3 separate regions of the Zea mays genome follow, and regions 1 and 2 are each linked to region 3. The links are chromatin contacts, called in public Hi-C maps. All regions are on one chromosome and are shown on one strand. The core of a region is the stretch at or near the end of the contact, and the rest is flanking DNA. Distances in the headings are between cores, read along the strand shown. Region 1 holds the start of LOC606438 (Protein CUP-SHAPED COTYLEDON 3). Region 2 holds the start of LOC103642122. Region 3 holds the start of LOC100274964 (Plant intracellular Ras-group-related LRR protein 4).

What was found. Hi-C and Micro-C count contacts between places; a contact is called where the count stands out from the background.
Region 1: a contact with region 3 is called in a Hi-C map of tassel, with 3 times the contacts expected there. The contact joins the promoter of LOC606438 here to the promoter of LOC100274964 in region 3. A contact is called at or near these places in 3 of 25 Hi-C or Micro-C datasets (ear and tassel).
Region 2: a contact with region 3 is called in a Hi-C map of leaf, with 4 times the contacts expected there. The contact joins the promoter of LOC103642122 here to the promoter of LOC100274964 in region 3. A contact is called at or near these places in 14 of 25 Hi-C or Micro-C datasets (bundle sheath, ear, endosperm and 5 more).

Annotation. Positions count from the first base shown.
Region 1 is chr1:193,112,265-193,115,466 of Zm-B73-REFERENCE-NAM-5.0, reverse strand. LOC606438 (Protein CUP-SHAPED COTYLEDON 3) reads left to right here and starts at 1,448. Exons shown (of 2, transcript XM_008665424.4): 1 at 1,448-2,493. The coding sequence starts at 1,729.
Region 2 is chr1:193,154,048-193,157,402 of Zm-B73-REFERENCE-NAM-5.0, reverse strand. LOC103642122 reads left to right here and starts at 1,968. Exons shown (of 1, transcript XM_008665438.4): 1 at 1,968-3,355. The coding sequence starts at 2,557. The coding sequence ends at 3,048. LOC100279120 reads left to right here and starts at 1,299. Exons shown (of 1, transcript NM_001152161.1): 1 at 1,299-1,935. The coding sequence starts at 1,306. The coding sequence ends at 1,737.
Region 3 is chr1:193,295,010-193,298,408 of Zm-B73-REFERENCE-NAM-5.0, reverse strand. LOC100274964 (Plant intracellular Ras-group-related LRR protein 4) reads left to right here and starts at 1,257. Exons shown (of 3, transcript XM_008670882.4): 1 at 1,257-2,555. The coding sequence starts at 1,880.

The DNA.
Region 1 (3,202 bases), core at 199-2,698, 180 kb after region 3:
GACGTGCGTATGTCCATTCCAGTAACAGGCGGCGTGCCCAGTCCACGCTGCGTGGGCCGCGCTGTTACTCACACGTTACCATAGCAAGGGCAATGACTCACCATTACTCACGCGTTACCAAGAAAAGGGTAACTGCCTATCAATACTGCATGGACTGCAGTCATCATGACTCCCGCTGATTACTCATGCGTTACTAAGACAGAGGGAGCAACACAACGTCCATTAAAGATTTTGGTGTGCTGTCAGCATTAATTATTCACGTAATGTATTTCTTCCATTATGCTCCTGGGCCTGTCGGAGCTCAACATCCTTGTATGTGCCTCCCTTAAACTATAAAAGGGAAGGCACACATCGTTACAAGGGACACACTCAATACAATTTACACACAGTGGAGGTAGGGTATTACGCTCTAGCAGCCTGAACCACTATAATCCCTCGAGTCCTCTTGTGTTCATCCAAAATTCACCAAACAGGCAAACGCTTAGGCCCTCTCCTCATCTTAGGATTAGGGCGGGTGCATTCCGCCACCCGGACGGAGGATTTTCCCATCGACAGCATCGTCCTAGAAGCTTCGAGCTTCAAGAAGGTGGGCATGTGCGAGGAGGAAATTGGATTTGGTTAGTCAAATCGTGACGACTTGTGTTTATGTATGATGATCGATGCAATGATGAAGAAGCGGCACCCGACATGGGAGGAGAAAGAGAAGGAAGAATGATTTGCTATAGAGAATTACAAAAAAAATTCTTGGCTCTAGTACCATATTAAGGCCCCGTTTGGTTCCATTGGTCTTAGGACTAAAGTTTAGTCCATGGACTAAATTTTAGTCCCTACCCTGTTTGGTTGTAGGGACTAAACATATTCTAAATACATTAAATACAACACATAAAGAACAAAATACCCCTTTTTTGTTTGACGCCAGTTTTCTAGCAAGGGTAATTAGAGTAAATGTTGCCCTCTAGTCCCTTTTAGCACTCATGTGAGTGACTAGAGACTAAAGCCAATTAGTCCCTACTTTAGTCCTTCCGTTTGACAAAATAGAGACTAATAAACGGGACTAAAAACCAGAGACTAAAGATTAGTCCCTCTAACCAAACAGAGCCTAAAGTGGTGCAAGAGACTATGCTTTCTTTAAGTTGTACTCATGTATACAGGGGAATGATTTACATGACTACACAAGATTAGAGAACGTAGCTTCGAATCTTTACATGATAAGATGATAAGTAACATAAGAGGGTACAACTCTAAATCCAATAAAGTTAAGGGCGCATGACCCTTTTGAACCTTGTACCTTTGACAGGTATTACACATGCACGTACTTACAGTACTGCACGGCGACGAATGAACATGCATGCATGTGTACGTACGTTTTTCCCTCGGCGTCCTCTTTGCTCTCTCACGGCTTTAAAAGCTGTGTTGCGTCAATGCATTGCATGTTGATGTATGTATGCATGCATGAGACTTTACAGCAGCTAGGGCTAGCTACTCGTTGAGGTAGCGTAGCTTAGAACTAGCGCTGGCCGGTGGTGTTGGCTAGGACTAGGACGTTGCTACGACGTGCAACAGTTTCCCGTTAAGCTCCATCAAGTTTCCTCATTGGGCCCATGCCAGGTGCCACCGTGTCCATCTCCATCTTTTAACCTTTCCGTTCCATACATATCTCTCTCTATTTCTCTGGGACAAAGGAACAAAGAGCGAGCGAGAGAGAGAGAGAGAGCAGCTCTCAAGGTCATGGTCTTATGGAGGACAGGAGGAGCATGGTGGTGCTACCTAGCAAGAGCTCCCCACTATAAAGCGCCCCCACACACCATACCACAGCTCAGAGCTTCTTCTCATCATCTGGTAGAAAGAAAGAGTGAGAGTGAGGTTGGCAAGGGTATAGGGTTCTTGGTCGATCAAATACCTTTCCCCTCTTGGATTCTCATCTTCCTGCTTCGTTCTCACCAGATCGATCTCACCACGTGCCTGCGTAGCAAGCCACTCTGTATGCACCATCACCACCAGGACCAGGCCATGGGCGACGCGCTGTGGGACCTGCTCGGGGAGGAGATGGCAGCGGCGGGCGGGGAGCACGGGCTGCCCCCGGGGTTTCGGTTCCACCCCACCGACGAGGAGCTGGTCACCTTCTACCTCGCCGCCAAGGTGTTCAACGGCGCCTGCTGCGGCATCGACATCGCCGAGGTGGACCTCAACCGGTGCGAGCCGTGGGAGCTCCCCGACGCGGCGCGCATGGGGGAGCGCGAGTGGTACTTCTTCAGCCTCCGCGACCGCAAGTACCCCACGGGCCTCCGTACCAACCGCGCCACCGGCGCCGGATACTGGAAGGCCACCGGGAAGGACCGCGAGGTGCTCAACGCCGCCACCGGCGCGCTCCTCGGCATGAAGAAGACGCTCGTCTTCTACAAGGGCCGGGCGCCGCGCGGCGAGAAGACCAAGTGGGTCCTGCACGAGTACCGCCTCGACGGCGACTTCGCCGCCGCTCGCCGCCCCTGCAAGGTATGAACTATAGTACATGTAGGAGTACGTACGCAGAGCTAGCTAGATTTTCTTGAGTTCCTACAACTAAAACTGAAACGGCGCAGAGCTAGCTAGATTATTACTCCATGAATGGGTTACTTAAGGTTTCAGGGCCGATCTTTTCACGCTTTCTGTTCTGTTCTCAATGATTCTTCTTTTGAATGAATGCCCGTGAAAACGCAACACAGTGTGACAGTAGTAGAGATGTGATGCCATTGACAAGAGGGTAGGAGATGCAGATATGTCATATGAGATACTGCTATACTAGTACTGCTGAGTGCTGGCTGCAATGGATGTGGCATGCATGCATATGCACCATAGCCGCAGTACAAGGAAGATGGCTTGGGTGACATTTGCATGCAGATTGATAGATGTGTGCTTTATGTAGGAGTACTCCTTCTGTGTGTGCATTCATCAATGGCACTACAATAGCTGGTGTAAGCATGATGATGCACTGGTACAACAGCTAGCCACAGTGTTTGTGCCCAGGTTCAGCAGCATGCATGGCCAGGAGTAGTTCCATCGTCTATCTCTGCTCGAAATCTATTTGCACTGACACATAGGATCCATGCCAGCCAGCCAGAGCTACTGATGCTTCTGTGTTTTGTTTTTGTGTTGTGTTGTGCCTTGCCATGCATCAGGGGTGCATCATGGATGTACTTGGCATATCTACAAACACTGACATATA
Region 2 (3,355 bases), core at 719-3,218, 140 kb after region 3:
GTATTAAATTAAAATCGAAAATGACTAAATTTCTAACCACCACTGCGACGACGGAAGGCGATGGTCTGAAAGGGTTACTAAACGACACCGTCTTTGCGCAAACTGACGCAGCCATATGGCACCGTTTTGGAGTTTGCAGAACCAGAATGCCGGTCTCTGTGAGACTGTGACCCGAGCAGGTTTGTCAACCGATCTGAAGGGACTGGTCACGCGGCCTACTCCATCGACGCCATGTTTGCCACGTCGGTGCTCATGCGGTCCCACCGGCCACCTGGACCTGGGGAGCGGCGGCCACTGTTCGTCACTGTCCCTGATGGAGAAGACGGCATGGAAAAGGCTTGCTAACCGATCCAGATTCGATCGTGTTGCAGGCCATGCCAGTGCCAGTGCCAGTGCCATCGGGAGTGCGCTGGCAGTGGTCCTCTCGGGTATGTTTGTGACTCTGTTTTTTGCCAGCTCGACCCATTTAACTCGTCTAGGCTGGACTTAGCATGTCCCGACTACTATAACTAATTTTATTTGCGCACTTATATCATATGAGTCTGGCTCTTGTCACTCAGTATCTAACCGGGCTAGAAGACTAAAACTATCTAAACGCGGAATCCTTGCGCCATGAATAGTCAGGCTCCCAAGAAACGGACCTTGATCTCGTTTCTATGGAGACAGGTTGAGAGACTAAACTTGCACGCAGACAGCCAGGCTCCCGAGTAAGCCAGACGACGCAAACACGGGAGCTGCAGCCCGGGAGCGCAGCCAGGCTGCTGGGCCATGAGGACAAACACACCCCTAGTCGCTGCCCGCTCTATGAGTTGCAGGATTACGAATGAAATCCTGTTTCCTGACAGCGCTTCCAATATAAGCAAAGTGTCATCCTGGCGAACGAGACCAACACTTGTGTACGTCCAACTAGGGCTTCAAATTAAGAACAAGATATATTTAAGAGATGAAAAAAAATAGAAGTGGGTCAGGGAGAAATGATATTCGGTGGTGGTGGTGGTGGTGTGGGCCCTGAGCACCCCCGCTGTGCATCTGTCGATAGCAGGACGGACGTGCATCTCAGGGCCCATCCCGCACCCGCCCGGCCCAAACCGTCGTGCGGTGCGCGGTCCACTACCCAACGACGCGGAAACCCCCCTCAAAAGTCAAAAACTACCCAGCCCGCACTGCAGTACTGCACGCGCGCAAGCAAAAGAGCCACACCGCCAACGCTCGTCCGCCCACCCACCCACCGTATTACCTCGATACGTTACGAGGTGGCGCCAAAAACGACTGCGGACTGCAGTACGGCGCGGCGTCTCGTGATTGATGGGTGTAACGTACCAGCGGCTGCTCTCGCAGGGGAGCCAGAGCCAGCGTCCGCGGGGCGGCGGCGTGCGGGCGCGGGCGTGGGTGCTGCTGCGGTGGGCGGCCGTGCGGCTGAGCTGCGCGGCGAGGCGGCGGTACTGGTGCGGCGGCGCAGGCCGCGCGCGGAAGCTGGCGTGGGCGGGGCTCTGCGGAAGAGGCGGCACGGCGGCGGAAAGGAAGGGCGGCAGCGGCAGGAGGAGTGCCACGGCGGGCGGCGGGGCCGGGGCCGGAGCCGGAGCCGGGGTGCTGGGGTACGACTCCGCCAGCTACGCGCGCAACTTCGATGACGGTGCGTGGAAGGCCGAGGAGGGCGTGTCCTGGGCCGGCCCCGGCGGCGCGTTCTTCCCCGGCGCCAACATCGGCGGCGCGGCCGTGGACACCGCCCGCCTGTGATGCCGTTCCCAGCTCCGTCCGTCCGCTAGGTAACTGGTAACTGTTGCTGCGCTGGAAATGGATGGATCGTGGTCGTGGATGCGTCACTCGGGATTTGCTTTCTTTTCTTTTTTTTTCTTGTTCATCTGGATTGTTGGCATTTACTTTCTTCGGTCGACAATGAAAGTATTCAGGCCGTGCTTGTTCGGGTGCAAAAAACAAAAAAACCTTGCTGCCATGCGAATGGAAACTGCCTTGAGTATCTCCGCACCTAGATGTATATACAGTATACGGTATACATATGTACGTATTTATGTGTATACGGCTAGCAAGCTGTCCAAAACACAACGCACAATAATCCAGATCAGACTGGAGAAGAGTGGATGGGGCGATGGGCACATCACATGGACCGCGCGCGTGGGCGGCACGTCTGGCTGAGCACGCACCGGCACGGGACAAACAACGGCCCGCCGGCCCCTCTCCTCGGTATTCCGCGTCAGGCGCCGACACGCCGTGCCGCCCCGCTTGCAGACATCATGGCAAGCAATGCGACATGCGAGACTGGAGCTCGCTTGTTCGTCTTGCCATCGTCTCTTTTCTTTGGGTTTTCTACCCGCTACGCGTGTATTGGTCTTGGTCGGAATCGGAATACAGCTGCTCCAGCTCTTCTTCAGTCCCCCAAGCAGTGATGAGCTGAGGAGCCAGGAGTTTGTCAGTTTCGCGCCTACCAACCGGTCCAGCCTCCGCGTCCAAGATCTCTCCCCCTCTCCCATCCACTAGTGTCTCCCACAGCCCGTTCGATCCCCCGGCCGGGTCGGTGGTCGCCAAAGTCGAGGAGCAATGGCGACCGACGCGATCCTGGAGACGATCAAGCCGCGGGGGAGCGAGGAGCAGCTGCCGGTGACCACGGCAGGGACCGGGATCGAGCTGCGGCGGCGCATCTCCTCCTTCTCGGCGCGCGTGAGGCCGTCGTCCTCCGTGGCGGCGTTCCGGCGCGCGCGGTCGATGCCCTCCGTCAAGGCGCTGGCGGCGGCGGGCGCGCTGCGGCGGTGGTGGGAGTGGGGGCTCGGGTGGGTCACGGCACCGTTCGCGACCCGCGCGCTGGAGCTCGGCGGCGGCGACGACGACGACGACGACGACGACGAGGCGCGGCCGCTAGGCCTGGGCGGGTGCCGGTGCGCCGGCGGGTGGCGGCACACCCTCTTCAGGCTCCGCGCCGGGGCGCGCCGCCTGCTGGGGCGCGACGGCCGCCCGCTCAAGGCCCCCGCGCCGCAGGACTTCGGGTACGACTCCGTCAGCTACAAGCAGAACTTCGACGACGGCGAGGCGTGACGCCGAGCCGGCATCGATCGAGGAGGTGGGGGCCATGGCGCTGTCGCTTCGCTTGCCGCCCGTACGTGATCCAGCTCCCGCAATAAAGCTACTGACGATTTTGATTTTGTGGTGATGTATATGGCATCTATCTATCTATGTAAGTATGGCGATTGTGTGCATGATATGACATCGGTCGGTCTCGGAAGGAAGATGATCGATCGATCGTTGCCGCGAGTTGGAGACCCGGACCATGAATGGTCGGTCCGTGAACGGGCATGTAACTTGTGTTCTTCTTTCGTTGTTTCGGGTCATCGTCATTGTCGCC
Region 3 (3,399 bases), core at 8-2,507:
GCTGGCTGGCCCATGCGCCGCTGCCGGACAGCGGTTCGAGGAGGCTTCCGCTCGCACGTGGACCCGCTGCCTTGCTGGTCCGGCCCGCGGCCCTTCGCCTTTGCCAGGGCAGGATCAAAAGGCCTCGAATTACCTAGCGGTGGTGCAGCAGGGTCATCACCGAGACACCGATGAACTCCGATCCACTCAGAGCTCAAGCTTCGTCGAGTCGAGAGATTCTCTCCGGACACTAGGACTCGACGGAGGAAGGTGTCGTCGATAGATGGTTATTAACTAACTAACTAACTAACTAACTAATCACTCACCCCACTTTTACCTTGACAAATGACAGTGCAGGGAGAATTTAATTAATTAATTAATTAATTAATCAACCACCGGGCAGCGCATGAAACCTGGTGGTATCTTGTTCCTCGGACGCCGTTAAACAACGTGCGATTCATGCAAGCTATACTTCTACAGTTCTACTAGTAGCATAGAGACGCCAATCGCCACCAGATCTACAACTAGGGGGCGTTTGGTTACTTGTATGGGTGAGCCTGACTCGTATCTAGTGAGCCTGGCTCAGACTGGACTGGCTGAGTGCATGCAGTATAGCGTGTTTGGTTGTGTGTATGTGGCCAGTCTGGTTCACAAGAGATGTTGTTTGGTTGCTTGCATGAGTACATGGTGCATGAGTTAAAAAAATTGTTAAATAAATTAAAAAATCTATTAATAGACACTAATTATATGGTAAATTGCTTAATAGATACTAATTACATGTTAATATACACTAATTATATATTAATCTTAATCACGTAATTTTTTTATTTGAAATATATATAGTATGAGTGGTCTAGTTTCGTTCGCAAAAATGTCAGGAACGCGGATATGAAATCGGTTCGGTGATTAAATCTTTTAATTAGACGATATAATGAAAAAACCAATTAAAAACGTGTCTCGATATGCGTGCACGAGTAAAGAGCTGGCTGAGCGGAGCCTGGCCGCGCGCGTGCGGCCGCGCGATGTGTTTCTGCCGGGCCTGGCTCGCGGCGCTTTAAGTTCCGTGCTAGCCTGTCTCGTGCGATACAACGAACCAAACAAACAATACTTTTTGCATAGATGCAGCTGCACCACCGGAGAAGGCAACCAAACGCCCCCCTACGGTATCCCGTCCCACGGGCGAACGAAGGCGGTAGCCGAGCAGCGACGATACTGGACGTCACTGGACAGGGACAGCACATCACATCACCCTCTCTGTCTGTCTCTTCCCTTGCCCGAGCAGGCCTCCCGGCTTCATTTCTACCTACGTGACCCCAAGCGCCGAGCCCGCTGATCAATCCATTTCCCATTTCCCCATCCCGAGACCAGGGCCAGGCACGCACCAGGAACCACCCACGGCGGCCACCGCCCCCGCCCACCCGCGCGATCGGTCCGCCCCCTGCGCATTGCGGCAGACCTACCTACCTCGGTGAGCCGTGCCCGTGGGCGAACCACCCCTCCCAATCCCACCTCCTCCCCACCGGACCGGCAATTCGGCGGTGTCCGAGCCGCCCCGTCCGTCCACCCCGCGCTGTTGGATCGGGCCACCGCCGCCGAGAAAAAAAAAGCTGCCTTTTTATCTCCTTCGGCCCGGCGGGCGCGCCGAGCTGTGATCCGGCGCCGCACACCTGGGCTCTGGTGGTTCCGGTTCTTATCCGGAAAGGGGGGGCGGCATCCGAGGCGGGGCGCCACGGGCGCCACGTGACGAGCGGTTGGCGATGGCGACGACGGGCGCGGGAAAGCGCAGCGGCGAGGCCCGCGCGCCGAGGCTTACATAAGGAGGATCCCGACTGCCCGTACCGTACCGTCGCGTGGGAAGGGACCGAGGCGCGGAGATCTGGGCTGTTCCTGAGCCGCCGGGATGGGGACCGCGCTCGACGCGGCGGCCTTCGGGTCGGTGGACGGCGTGGTGGGCGAGATCATGCGGCTGCACCGCGCCCTGCCGGCGCGCCCGGCGCCGGAGGAGGCGGAGGCCGCCGAGGCGCTGGTGCGCGCCGCCGACCGCGAGGAGCGGGCGCGCCTCGACGCCGCCGCGCGCTTGCGCAGGCCGCCCGCCGTGCCCGACGAGCTCTTCGGCGTCGCCCTCGAGATGCACCGCGCGCTCGCCGCCTTCCACTGCCGCGAGCAGAAGCGCGACGCCGCGCGCCTCCTCGAGCTCGACGCGCTCCACGGCCTCTTCGACGACCTCATCCAGCGCGCGTCGCAGTGCGTGCCGTCCAGCTCCGGCTCCAGCTCCACCCGCGCCGCGCCCCGCGTCGCCGCTGCGACCACCGCTGCCGCCTCGTCTTCCTTCGCAGCCGCGTCGTCATCGGCGGTGGCCGCTGACAGCGGCGCTCACCGCTACTCGTCGATGGAACCTAATGGGTTCAGCGCGCCGAGGATGGTGACCGGCATGGGGCGCGTCTCCATGGACGACAGCTACGTCAAGAAGGCCAAGGCCGCAGTGTGGGACGACAGGGTTGTGGCGTCGAGCTCCCATATGCCGCGAGGAGCAGTTTCTGCAAACTCCGTGGCGACTCCTGTGGACGGCGGCTATGGTGAGCCCATTCTACCTTCAACTGCTCTGTTTCCAAATTTGTGATTTCAGTGGAGTGCTTACATGCGCCTTCATGTAAATTGCTGCTACGATTTAGAGCTCTACCGAGTTAAACTTGAAGCATATGCATTGTTCTGTTGTGCAATGTTTTCAGATCGGCGATCAGCTTCTGATCGCCAGAGGACCGATCAGAGCGATTAGAGCGATTAATCGGACGATCAGTCCGATTAATCGGCTTCTGATCGGTTGATCAGAGCTCCTGATCGTCCAGGGCTGGGAAAACCGACCAGAGGTCCAGGCATCAGAAATTCAGCATTCAGCATTCAGATTCAGCAGTTCAGCACTTTAGCTAAACACTAGAAATAATGGGTATAGGCTTAAAGGCAAAGACCCTAGAAATAAAATAGTCTGCTACTGTTATGCTACTAAACTAACAAGGCTCATTGGCTCAATGTAGCCTGCTCTCTTACCATGCCACAGCCACACATTATATATGTTATATAAAGAACCAAAATGAAAAAGTAGCACGAAAGAAATGGGACAGCTTCACAGTTCACAGAAGATGCATGCAGTGAGTGGGCCGAAATGAAGTAACGAAGCAGGCCAAACTGATCGTCCGCGATCTAGTCGGACGACTAATCGCGATTAGTCGTCGACTAATCGGACGATCAGGTTTCTGATCGCCCTGATCGCGTCGGTACTCCTTATCGGATGCGTGATGACGATCAGTCGATTAATCGCCGATTAATCGCGATTAATCGGACGATCAGAAAACACTGAGTGTTGTGTATGAGACAAAATGGAATTTGCTTAGCTATCAACTAGTCCTTGATTTGTGATAATTG